Regions from separate parts of the Rattus norvegicus genome. Here region 2 is linked to region 1. A link is a contact called in public Hi-C data. All regions are on one chromosome and are shown on one strand. The core of a region is the stretch at or near the end of the contact, and the rest is flanking DNA. Distances in the headings are between cores, read along the strand shown. Region 1 has its middle 61 kb from the start of Pwwp2b. Region 2 holds the start of Inpp5a (inositol polyphosphate-5-phosphatase A).

Region 1 (6,478 bases), core at 1,753-4,252:
TGCTAGAAACTGAGGTAGCTGGGGAGCCTGGAGAGGGGAGAAGGCATGGCTGCCACTAGAAAGTAAGAAGGGAGACAAGAGAGCTAATCAGAAATGGGGACCAAAAATGGAGAAGCCAGTGGGACAGGGAGAAGAAAAGTCAGTGGGATAAAGAGGAGAAGCTGAGTGCTGAACTGGCCTGGGGTATGGACCCAGACCCTAGTGTCATTGGCCTTTCAGTGAAACAATTGTACTTCCTATCTGTGGATCAAGGAGAGACACATGGAACCCTGTATGTTTAAGGCCAGCAGAACCTCTCAAGTATAGAGGGCCAGTGCTCTAGGAGCCATTATTTCTCTTAGCACTCTTAGGTGCACCTCCTAGGTTCAAAATGGGAGACATAAGAGAGCTACAGCTGTGGCCAAGTACAGCTCAGGGGCCCCTTACTGGCCCCAGGGAAGGTAGAGTCCATTTAGATCCACAGTCCAGCCAGCCAAGGGAAAAGGCATCAAAAGTTAGCCTTGCGTCTCTCCTCTGAAGGTAGACATAGCCACTGTCCCAAATATGTAGCTCTCACTTCAAGTGAGCTCTCATGCCACCTGGGAGGACCCTATGGACATTCACTCTCACTTTGTTTTGTTTTGTTTTGTTTTGTTTTGTTTTGTTTTGTTTGGGACATGATTTCTTTGTGTATAGCCATGGCTGTCCTGGAATTCGAACTCAACAAATCTGCCTGCCTCTGCCTTTACCTCGGCTTCCTGAACGCTGGGATGAAGGGTATGTGCCACCACTGCCCAGCCATTGATTTCACTTCTGAAGACACTATGCAAGAGGAGGGGCAAGGGTTGGTGAGACGCCTCAGGGGGCACTTGCTGCCAAACCTGGTAACCTGAGTTAGATCGCTGGGACCCACATGATGGGAGGAGAAAACAGACTCCCACAAGTTATTCTCTGACTTGCAAGTGTGTGTGTGTGTGTGTGTGTGTGTGTGTGTGTGTGTGTGTGTGTGTTTTCAAAATATTTAGGGCCCAGGTCCATCTTTAGTCCCAGCACTCTGGAGGTAGAAACAGGCAGATCTCTAAGGCCAGCTGGTACAATATATTGAAACCTTGTCTTTAAAGAGGAGTGGGGGGGACTGGGTGCGGTGGCTCGCACTTGGAAAACAGAGGTGAGTGGATCTCTATGAGTTCAAGGCCAGCCTCGTCTACATAGTGAATTTCTTGACAGACAAAACTATGTAAAGGAGATCCTGTCTCAAAAAATAAAAAAAGGGGGATAGAGAGATAGCTCAGCGGTTAAGAGCACTAATTGCTCTTCCAGAGGTCCTGAGTTCAAATCCCAGCAACCACATGGTGGCTCACAACCATCTGTAATGGGGTCCAATGCCCTCTTCTGGTGTGTCTGAAGACAGTGACAGTGTACTCACATAAAATAAATATTAAAAAAAACAATTAAAAAAATCAAATCAAAACAACAAAGCTCCAAAAGGAATAGATAGGTGATAGATATCTAGAATAGATAGAGATAGATAGATAGATAGATAGATAGATAGATAGATAGATAGATAGATAGATAATAGACAGACAGGCAGACAGCAGACAGCAGACAGGAGCACATTGCTGCACATTGCCAGCCTGGGGTCATCGGTCACTATGTATTTCCGAGATCAGATGGTCTCTTTGTGGTCACATGGGCAACAGCAAGGGGGCCAAGGACAATGGAACATAGCTTTGCGGCTGCACCACTCTGAGCCAAACCAAGCCGGTATAAAGAGCACACACAGCCTGTCAGTTCCAGGACTGCCTCAAAGAGTGTCGGAACCCAACACTTAGCTCATTCACAGTTATGTGACTACAGAAGCACCTGCCCTCGGGTGAGAAATGTCTGGGAGAAAGTTTCTGAGGTTACCCCAGGTCATGCATACATTTGACTGTAAACTTCAGAGTACCAGTCATGAGTTTCTGCTGGCTTGCTGCCAGAGGGGGCTTTTTGGAGCTGCAGCCTGTGCTGCTGCTGGTTCAGGGCAGTTTCCTTAGAGTATCAGGTATTCTGGAGCTGCTCACACAAGTGTGGGGTGCCCTCTGCTGGCAGAGATAAACATGGCAGCAGCCTGAAAGGGCAAGTCTTTAGAACACTGCCTCAGCAGGGCTAGGCTGGGCTAAACTAGGATTGAGGCTGCTAACTCCGTGAGCTGTGGGCATTCTCTGTGACCCACTGGAGTGGCTGTCTTGGTCTAATGATGTCATTTAGACCTGCCATCTCAAGCTACTCCTCTGGGCACTCCAACACCACCATCGCCCCATCTGCTGGCTCTGGGCTCATGTATCTAAGGTGGGTTACAGAAGGGCAAGCTGGAACAATGTATTGAGACCTGTCTTTAAAGAGGAGTGGGGGGACTGGGTGTGGTGGCTCACACTTTTAATTCTAGCACTTGGAAAACAGAGGTGAGTGGATCTCTATGAGTTCAAGGCCAGCCTCGTCTACATAGTGAATTTCTTGGCAGACAAAGCTATGTAAGGAGATCCTGTCTCAAAAAAAATAAAAAAAGGGGGATAGAGAGATGGCTCAGTGGTTAAGAGCACTAATTGCTCTTCCAGAGGTCCTGAGTTCAAATCCCAGCAACTACATGGTGGCTCACAACTATCTGTAATGGGGCCCAATACGCTCTTCTGGTGTGTCTGAAGACAGTGACAGTGTACTCACATAAAATAAATATTAAAAAAAATAATTAAAAAAATCAAATCAAAACTCCAAAAGGAATAGATATGTGATAGATATCTAGAATAGATAGATAGATAGATAGATAGACAGACAGACAGACAGACAGATAGATGATAGACAGATAGACAGCAGACAGGAGCACTAAGCAGGCTGCACATTGCCAGCCTGGGGTCAGGAGCTCCTTGGCATTTCCCCTGAGAAGAATCTTGGCATCCATGGTGAGTCAACCACGTGATTCTGATCTCACCCCACTTATCACCAGCCTGTGCCCACAGCCCACTGGCAGTCAGGGACGTGTACACAGTAGGAGCTACATTCCCCATTTGCTCACCAGCAATGATGTTCTGAGCTGCCAATCAGTGGGTCCTCTGGATTAGCTAAATCACAGAGTGACCCAGGCACTAGCATATGCTGGATGGATGCTCAGGCTACATAGGGTCAAGGAGTCTCTGCTTCCTGAGGCTTCGCCTAGGCAAGTCCTTATGTGAGTTCCCATCATTCCCTGCAGCTGAAGCTAGAGACTGTATTTGGAGCTAATTCATGCTGCCTGTACAGCTCATTCTTGCAGACTTCTGTCGCCTATGACAGGTCTCATTGGGCTCTTCTGGGTTTGGATGGTCCCTCCTTCCCGAGGTGGGCAGTGTCCTTGCTCAGACTCTACGAATAGCTAGACATTCCTCAGGTTGTCCTCTGTGGAGGCCCAGAACAGATAAAGGGGGAAGTGACAAACAAGGCCATGTTAAAAGGCCACCACTGAAACCTTGTCTGCAAGGACTACAGAGCACTGCCTCCTCCTCTCCATCCCTGTCCAGCAACAAGTGGCTGAGCCTGGGGGAGAAACTGGAGCTGGGGCCCAGCAGGGGATGCCTGCAGCACGAGCAAGATTACAGGTGAGGCCTTCAGCCTGAGATGGGCAGTATCTTGCTTGCTACCAGGTATCACATCCAGCTCTCTCCTGTGTAATGGTTAGTGTTAATTGTTAATTTGATACAATGTAGAAGCAACTGGGAAGAGAGTTTTAGTAAGAATTAACCTGTGGGTATGGGCATGCCTGTGAGAGATTTTCTTTTTTAAACTGAGTCAATTGAAGAGGGAAGTCTATGGTGGTATGAATGAGAATGGCCCCCATAGGCCCATAGGGAGCGGATGCTATTGGGAGGCGTAACCTTGTTGGAGTAGTCTGGCCTTGTTGGAGGAAATTGGTTGGGCTTTGTGATTTCTTTTTTTTTTTTTTTTTTTTTTTTTCCGGAGCTGGGGACCGAACCCAGGGCCTTGTGCTTCCTAGGGGCTTTGTGATTTCTAATGTTCAAGCCAGACCCACTCTCTTTTCCTGCTGCCTGCAAACCCAATTATAGAACTCCGAGCTACCTCTCCAGCCTGTGTCTGCCTGTTCTGCCATGCTACCTTGCTGAGACCTAAGCAATGCTCTCTTCTAACCATGACCTACCCTAACAATCAGACACAGCAGCCTGGTGTGCTTGGCTAAGCCCCTTGGCTAAGAGGAACCTAGCATTGCCCAGACACTGGGGGGTCCCTGAGGCTATCTGGTTCATGTCCTCATGAAATGCTTTTGTTATCTGGCTGCCGGGAGTATGCCTGACAGTGGTTCTGTGCTAGGGAGTGAAAGGTGAGGTTTGACCTTACAGATCTGCTCCCTGGTCACGAGAGGGGCCTTTGCACTTAGAGGCTAACAGTTTCCAATCCGTTGTGCTGATAAGATAGCCTGACAAAAGCAACTTGTGGGAGCAAGGGTTTATTTGGTTCCCAATTCTAGGTTACAGTTCATCAATTCTGTGAATGTCACAGCAGCAAATACTTGAGAGAGCTGGTCACCTTACATCAGCAGTCAGAAGACAGCAATAGGTGCGTGCGTGCATGTGTGCGTGCTAGAACCCAGCTACCTAGCACCTTTGTGTACATTCCAGGACCCTGTCCACGAAATGGTGCTGTCCACATTCAAGTTAGGTCCTTGTCTTAGTTAGAGTTTCTACTGCTGTGAAGAAAGACCATAATTTGCTCTTCCAGAGGTCCTGAGTTCAATTCCCAGCAACCAAGTGGTGGTTCACAACCATCTGTATTGGGATCCGATGCTCTCTTCTGGTGTGTCTGAAGACAGCTACAGTGTACTCACATAAAATAAAATGAATCATGGCAACTCTTTTTTTTAAATTGTCTTCAGAGTTCTATAAAGCAATGGGATTTGAACTCAGGACCTCTGGGAGAGCAACCAGTGCTCTTAACCACTGAACCATCTCTCCAGCCCCATGGCAACTCTTTTTAAAGGAAAACAAAGGTTTTGTACTGGGCATGGTAGCACATGCCTTTAGTCCTAACACTTAAAAGGTAGAGGCAGATGGATCTCTGAATTTGAGACTAGCTTGGTCTACATAATAAGTTCTGGGATACAGTGAACATGATTGTTGGGGGGAGGGCGGCAATGGGGGGAGGGTGGGGAGGGGAATACCTATAAGGAAGGGGAGGGGGAGGGGTTAGGGGGATGTTGGCCCGGAAACCGGGAAAGGGAATAACATTCGAAATGTAAATAAGAAATACTCAAGTTAATAAAAAAAATTTAAAAAAAAGTTCTGGGATAGTCAAAGCTACAAAGTGAGACCCTGTCTCAAAAACAAAAATGGGGGTGGGGGTGGGGTGAGGTTGTGAGGGGTGGGGGTGCTGGAGCTTACTCTTTATCTTGGACAAAGTATGCGTCTGTTTCCCTTCAGTCACAAGGATACCCCCACCTTCCTACTAAGGGTTACTAGCACTGGGCACAGGCAGAAAATCCAACCCACTTATTTGAGCTTGAAACAAAAGAGGCAAGATAGGGGCTGATCAGTCTCCACCCATGCCCACAGATAAATCACTTAAGGGACAGGGCCCTGTGAAAGCACTGACCAGTCCACCTGTGGGCCAAGAAGCTGAGGAGCTTAGCAGACTAAGGCTATAGACAGGCACAATAACAGAGGCCCTAGCTCTGACATGGGCGCTCTGGGCCATAGGACCCTGGAACAAATGACAGGAGGCACTTGGGACCCAGTTGGCAGTGGGCTGGACCTGGGTCCTGGACAGCTTCCTTAGTACAGGGTCTTGGTACAGAAAGCCGCCACCATGACTTGTCTGAGCAGGCTGGGCGCTTCACGTGGCTCATCCATGTGCACTGCCACCTCTGAGCCTGGCTGTCACCCTGCCAAGCATCAGGGTTGCTATGGAAATGAAGATGTCACCTCGTTCCTCTCTCAGGACCTGCACACCCTGTGCCAGGGACTCAATGTGAGATGTTTGCTACAACTCAGCTTCTTTGTAAACACCCTCATCCCCTGGATGACTGCATTGACCTAGGATGTCCTGACATCAGAGCCAAGCACTGCAGCCCCAGAGGTAGCCCATCTGTCCTACCTCCCTCCCTGGAAGTGTGATCCCTCATAGTCATGCCCTCATGACTATGTCACTCCAGTTCTGCGTTCCAAGGGTGGCCCCAGGACTGTTCTCTGGGACTCTGCATCTAGAAGGAGGTACCCCCACAGGACTGTATGGGCTGGAGCTAGGCCACTCCTAGCAAGTCTGCACAGCTAGGAGAGACACGGAAGCCTCAGCAGCCATGTTGCTACCACTCCCCAGGTCCCACCCTGCAGCACAATGGAGTCTCTCTGAATTATCCTGGTGGAGCACCCTGGAAACCAGGGCTAGAGAACTGACCCACCACCATCACCCAGGGCCCAAGCATCTAACACTCCATATCCATCCTCCATATCCATCCGGCCTCTGGCATTGTGTCCCT
Region 2 (6,635 bases), core at 103-2,602, 88 kb before region 1:
TTGGCACCATTTTTGGCCTTGAAGAGCTTTTCATCACCGGGTTCATTTAGTAAACAGGAATATAAAGTCCTCCAAGGCTTGAATACAGCTACCTCATTTGAGTACTAGTGCTATTGCAAGTAACCTGGCAAAATGAGGGTGTCTTACTCCTCAGGCCCCTCACAAGATGGGACCAAGGGATGACACCTAGGTACCAGGACTCAGATGATGGAGTTCAAGGTTTGGGACTGAGGTCTATTGGGAAGAAGGTTCAGGGATGGGAGGTGGGGTGCAGAATTAGAGGCAGGGATCCCACTCTAGGGCCAAGAGTAGGTGTAGTAACTCATGTTTCAGGATAGAGACTCAGCATTCAGGGTCAGTGACGTCTGGGTTGGGAGGACAAGGAACCAAAATTTGAACGCTGGGTTTCTGGAATCAGAAACAGACTTTGGGGATCAGAGTCAGAGACTGAGAGCCAGGGGTGAATCAGGAAACCCGGGGTCAGCGTGTGCTTAGGTTTGGAGGCCAGCACAACCAAGTATCAGGATTCTGGGTCAAAACTCCAGGTAGGAACTTGTGGCTATGAAGTTCCGGAGCAGGAAAGGGATAGGGATTTGCTATCTCAGAAGGAAAGCAAGGAAGCAGCATCAGGATTCAAGGATCTGGACTTAGTAGTATGGGTTAAGACAGGGGTTCAAAAGCTGAGTTTGGCCTCGGGTACCAGAAAAGCGGTGTTAAGGTCCCGGGTGTATAGCTGGAAGTTTCCTGGCCTAGGGTACCCCCACTATGAGGTCAGGGTCTGGGGCTTGGGAAATCCCTGGTCGGAGTCTCCAGCTGTGGGTAGGGGGCATCAGAGTTACACGTCCAAAAGACAACTGGCCAGGGGTTCGCAGCTATAGAAGGCACTGTAGGGGCCGGAATTTAGGGTCTCCAACTGTAAACGGGGATGACAGGGTCCCGGGCTGGGAGACTCCTGGCCCGTAGCCGCCCCTCCCTACCGACGGCGCGGCACTTACGTCGTCGAAGAGCGAGCCCACGTTGGCCGTGACCAGCAGGACCGCGGTGCCGGGGGCGGCCGCCTTCCCCGCCATGGTGCCCGGGCGGAGCGGGCTCTGGACTGGGTGGCGGCGGCCGCTTCCTGCGGGGCCGGTAGGGCTGGGGTCTCGCGGGGCCGCGGGGCGTCAGCTGCGCCGAGGGACAGCACTGGGGCGCATCGCGGGCTTGGCGGGTCGGACCGGGCCTGGCCGGGACTCCAGCCTTGCGGTCGCTGGCTCTTCGTTGCTCCGCGGCCCCGCGCCCGCTCGCCGCCGCGCCTCACAGCGGCCCGCGCGCAGCCATTAGACCCGCCGGGAAAGTTCCCGCAGCCGCCGCCGCCGACTCCGGCTGGGACAAGTCCCGCCCCACAGGAGGTGGGACCCTAGAAGGCGGTGCTGTCGGTCGCGCCGGAGGCGGGGTCTCCTTGTGGGGCGGTGCCTACACACAATCTACAGACCTGGGTCATAGGCTCCCTGTCTCAGGGCCGGCTGGAAGGGCGGATCCTCGGGCAGGAGCTAGGCTGGGGGGTGGGGTCTGTGCAGGGGCGGGCCTGCTCACAGGAGCTGGGCCTAGGGTGGGGAGGAGCCAACACCAGTGAAGGGGGAGAGGCGGGCATATGGGGCATTCCTGTCTGTCAGGCCCCTGAGTCCTCCCCGGCTTTGCCCCGCCCTGCCGCGGTTACGCGCATATTCCACCCTCCACTCCCATGACGTCACGGCCCTGCTAACAAGGCGCCTCTTAAAGGAGCCGCGAGTTTGGATGACTGCAGCCCGCCCTCTTTTAGCCTCTCTTGTTGGGAGCCCTGGAGCTCCTAGAACCTCTATCCTGCCCCCGATGTGGAACGCATTTCAGCCCGGGTCCAGGCCCTCGCCGGTACGGGGAGTCTGACGTAGGTGGATCGTGGGAGGGAGCGAGGTCACAGAGAATTGAGGAGGAGCCTCCTCCTGGGTCTGCAAAGAGTGGGTCTGCAGATCAAGTGTATGGGATTTTGCAATTTCCTAACACGTCCACCCAGTTCCTTATATAGGACTTTGCTTACAAGACAGAAAGCTGTTGGCATCCAGAAACAGAAATTTTTTTAAAAAAATCATTTTAAGAAGCAAGCGTATTGGTGTATTCCTGTAATCCCAGTACTTGGAAGTTGTAGCAGGATTTCTATGAGTTTGAGTTCGAGGCCAGCCTGGACTATAGCTTGAGACCATACCCCCACCTCCACCCCCCCGAAAAAGAAAGTTCAGAGTAGGTGTTTGGACAGCTAGCTGTGGCCCCCATGCCACACCCAGGGACAGTTCCCTGAGTTGGGGATGTGGTCAGTCCGGGTATTTTAGCCACCAGAGCGGGGGAGGGAGGAGGGAGGTATGCTAGTTAGAAGAGTAGAATCAGTTCTACATGTAGAAGGAAGCAAGAAGTTTCTCTGAGATAGAGACAGTTGGTCCTAGAGGTGGGACGGAGCTGATAGGGAACTTATAGTGAGCTGGGTCATCCTTGCTAGTCTAGGCCTCCAGAAAGCCCTGTCCAGTGGGCCTGCTGCACTGTAGCCCTTGAGGAGGCATCCACTGTAAAAGAAACAGTACTACAGACATACCAGAACCCTGTTTGCAAGGGGAGTTCTTCTCATGGGTTCATTCTTTAATTTTTTAGTCTGTATGTATGGTGTGCATTGGTTCAGGCACACATGCTACAGAGATCAAAATCCAGTTATCAGTTCTCTCCTTATGGGTTCTAGAATTTGAACTCAGGTCATCAAGCTTGGTGGCCAGGGCTCTTACTCACTGAGCCATCTTGCCCTCTAGATGGCCTTTTCAGAGGAAACAAGTAACTGCCTGAATTAATTTTAGCAGGGCATTTACTTAACGCAATAGATGTGAACATCATCCAGTGTGTAACTAGCATTTAGCAATGTTAATGAGCTTCCCACAGCAAGGCTTTGAAATGAGTATCTGGTGCTTACAGCGCAGTGCCCAGTAACCACATGCTCTCTACCAAGTGTTTCCCAACTCTTGGCACTATCCAAGAAAGAATTCAGAGATGAGACCAAGTAAAGAATTAAGAGAAAGTACTACTACAGAGAGAAGTCCACACTCTAGAAGCAAATGTGTGCAGGCTTCTCAAGGGAAAACCTATGGCCATGATTTTGAATGCTCTGTCTTATGGGCAAGCTTTAGAAGAGGAGAAGATTATTCAAGAGTTAAAGTAGGGAAAGAATGAATGTATGGGCACTTTCCAGAATTAAGGTTTATTTTCTGTCCTTATGGGTTTGGGCTTGTCATGATACCAGATGCATAATGGGAGCAGGCGAATTTGCACTGCCAGTGACATGGAAATGCTGCTATAAAGAAGCAAAGATTAGCGTCCATTTTCATCCCAGCGTCCCGAGTACTTTTGTCAGACACTTTGCACGGATACTGATGTGCTGCTGCTGCTGCTGCTGCTGCTGCTGCTGCTGCTGCTGCTGCACTCTGCAATAGCATCACACCCAAGCTGCAGTGTAATTACCTTTAGTTTTCCCTGTCCCTAGTCTACCTCACAACCCTTTTATTCTACAAAAATCCATCCATCAGCTGATCAGTGTCCACACCACTTGGTAGTAGATGTCTGCTGTGAATTGCGTACCCCATCCAGACTCGATAGACTGAAGCCCTAACTCCACATTCAGTTATTGAGAAATAAGGCATATCCTGAAGTCTTTAAAGTTGCAGGGGCCTGAAAGGGGGAGGGGGGCATTCTGATCTTTTGGGATTACTGACCTTATAAAAAGTGGGATCAGAAATCCCCAGTTCTCTGCCCCTCCGGCTGCACATAAAAGGTCACTTGAACACTGCAAGAGGACCTCGGCCTGACATCAGGAGCACCCTGAGCAGAACTTGAACGTCCAAGCTCTGAAGCTGTAAGAAACAAAGTTCTGCAGTCAAATTCCCGCAGTCTGTGTCATTTTGCCATGCCCACCAAACTGGATGACTCAACAAAGCTACACGGCCAAACATTATCTTATTTGTTTGTTTTCTTTGTTTGTCTTTGTTGGAGGGAAGGGAGACCAGATCTCCCACAGCTAGGGCTGGTACTGAATTGCTAATCCTCTTGTCTTCATTTCCCAAGGGCTGCATAATAGTACATCACTATACCTGGCGAGCATACCCTTAATAGAAACCAAATATAGGGCATGCTGTTCCCTGTAACCTGTTTTGAAAGTGGTGGCATCGCTTCCTTGCCTCCCCTCAGGCCATTTTCTCCCTTATATACCAGTACTCCCTGGCCAGTGTGAGTTTTGTCCTAACCTCCTTCCTTCATGAACATCAGATTCTATTCTTCCTTTACCCTTCCAAGCGTGGCTCACCCACATAGTCTTAGCCCCCTCTCATACCTGTTATCCATTCTTGACTCCTCTAGTACCCTAGAGGGTAGTCCTAGTCCCACTTCAACACCCTATCCTATCACAGACTCATCCCTTATATCATCAATAGCGATGTTACCTCCAAGTCCAAGCACCTCACTTTCCCTGTGACCTTCAGATTCTCTTCCACAAAACACATACACACACGCACACACACACACATTCATACATACATACACACACATATAGACACGCAAACAGCAGACACACACATGCAGACACACATAGACACACATAGACACACACATACAGACACACACACATACAGACACATAGACACACACACTCATGCAGACACACACACAGACACACATACACACACATGCAGACACACACACAGAGACACATAGACACATACATATGCGTGTGTAGACACACACACAGAGACATACAGACACATACATACACATACACAGACACACACACATGCAAACACACACAGACACACACACATACACACATGCCCATACACACACACACATACAGACACACAGACAGACACACACACACACGCAGACACACAGACACACACACATGCAGACACACAGGCACACACAGACACACACACATGCAGACACACAGGCACACACACACACACACCCCAAACCCTTCACACCCAATGCTGATCCCACCTTTTATCGGTACGCACACATGCCCACACGACCACAGACAACACATGCACATGCCTCAGCTTCCAGCTTCTCTGCTCTGCTTCTCCAGGATTCAGTCACTCTCATACACCCCCCCACACACACTGCTCCCTGTTCCTTACACTTCCTGGCTGCCCCTCAAGACTGATTATGTGCGCTATGTACTTGCTCTGAGTCTGCTCCCAACGTAGGAAAAACAAAAAATTAACCTGTACTCTCACATCCAGGCACCCTCATACTCAGAGGACACATCCACTGAGCACTCTCGGCTTTCCATGTAAGTCCTCATCACTAGAGATGTCAACAGGAATCCTGCCTCCTCTCTCTGGACCACCAGCCATCCTAGCAATTGTTCTAACCCTTCACTGTGGAAATATGTGCGGTCTGATCGTCCTGCTACAGCAGCAAGCTATTTTATCTGGTAACTACTCTGGGACTCCCCAGCCCTTCAGGGAGATGAGGCACCAATCTCACATCCAGGATGCTCCTCCTGGGCTGTAAAAGCCCTCCTTTACCCTGTACCCTGCTGTGTCCATGCATCTTTCTGCCTTTACTGCAACCCTGCCCTAAAGGTGTCCCGGAGTCTCTGCCTAGCACGTCGAGGAGCCGTTATCTTCCAGAGCGTCAGATTGGCTCCTCATAACCACATACTACGAAAGCATAATAGAGAATTCCTCTGTCCTTCTAGTTCAGCGGCCAGTTCCTAGGTTGGATCTCAGTCAGGCTCCCAACATGGCTGATGCCTCTGTTCACACCTGGAGGCTCTGGGTTGGGGATTTAGCTCAGTGGTAGAGCGCTTGCCTAGCAAGCGCCAAGGCCCTGGGTTCGGTCCCCAGCTCTGGAAAAAAAAAGAAAAGAAAAGAAAAGAAATATGCAAAACACCTGGAGGCTCGCTCTAATGTCCATGACACAACTGCCAGGACCTACCTACACTTTGGAGAGCATCCCTCCTTACCCTTCTCCCTCATCTCCTTTGCTAGGCTCTCTGTGTGCCCCACCCAAATCCTGGGGTCCTGATTGTGTACTTCCTGGGGGCATAGTTCCTCCTGGCTGACCTCATGGGTCCCACACCCTGCCTTCACTCTCCACAACTGATTATGACTCAGAGAAAACTTTCACAAACCTATACACCCCTTTACTTCTCCAATTCATTATCTAAAACATCCCCTCAGTGACACCCTGCCTCTGGCCTAAGACCTTGGCAAACATATGTCTCATTAGCCTGGCTGGTCTCCTCTTATCTCAGGCCCCACACTGGCCCCTTCCTCCATGGGACCTCCCATTCACTTGCCCCTTTACACTATTATAGTATTATAGAGCTAGCCTCATAAAAAAAGTTTTCAACAAATATTTACTATATGAATCAGTGAGGTGTCAGGCAGAGCTGGATCCAGAGCCATCTAATCTTCAAGAAGATATAGCGCTCACCTCACCCAAGTTCAAATCCACATTTCTAAAAGCAGGAAAGACGCTCCTTTTCCTGCGTGTTCCTCACCTATTGAGTACAATCCGGGGTCTCTGTGTTACCAGGACCAAGATAAAATGAGAAGGGTAGACCTGAGCCTACCTGGTCAGCACGG

Evidence for each region. Hi-C and Micro-C count contacts between places; a contact is called where the count stands out from the background.
Region 2: a Hi-C map of the A7r5 cell line shows a contact between it and region 1, with 4 times the contacts expected there. The contact joins the promoter of Inpp5a here to the enhancer-like site in region 1. A contact is called at or near these places in 6 of 12 Hi-C or Micro-C datasets (the A7r5 cell line, the Rat2 cell line, Schwann cells and 3 more) and 1 of 1 datasets of contacts at active chromatin or transcription factors (oligodendrocytes).

The regions. Positions count from the first base shown.
Region 1 is chr1:203,528,670-203,535,147 of GRCr8, reverse strand. No RefSeq gene overlaps it. Among named protein-coding and RNA genes, the nearest start is that of Pwwp2b, 61 kb to the right of the region's middle. Within about 2 kb of position 3,002, at least 3 of the 93 cell types and tissues checked have an H3K27ac peak or open chromatin away from gene starts, as enhancers often do. A contact at or near this core is called in the A7r5 cell line, where this site is marked.
Region 2 is chr1:203,614,700-203,621,334 of GRCr8, reverse strand. Inpp5a (inositol polyphosphate-5-phosphatase A) reads right to left here and starts at 1,352. Exons shown (of 16, transcript NM_001108923.2): 1 at 996-1,352. The coding sequence starts at 1,070. It overlaps LOC134485194 (a long non-coding RNA gene), which reads left to right. Exons shown (of 2, transcript XR_010063187.1): 2 at 1-2,117. LOC134485196 (a long non-coding RNA gene) reads right to left here and starts at 4,839. Exons shown (of 2, transcript XR_010063189.1): 1 at 3,762-4,839; 2 at 3,235-3,473.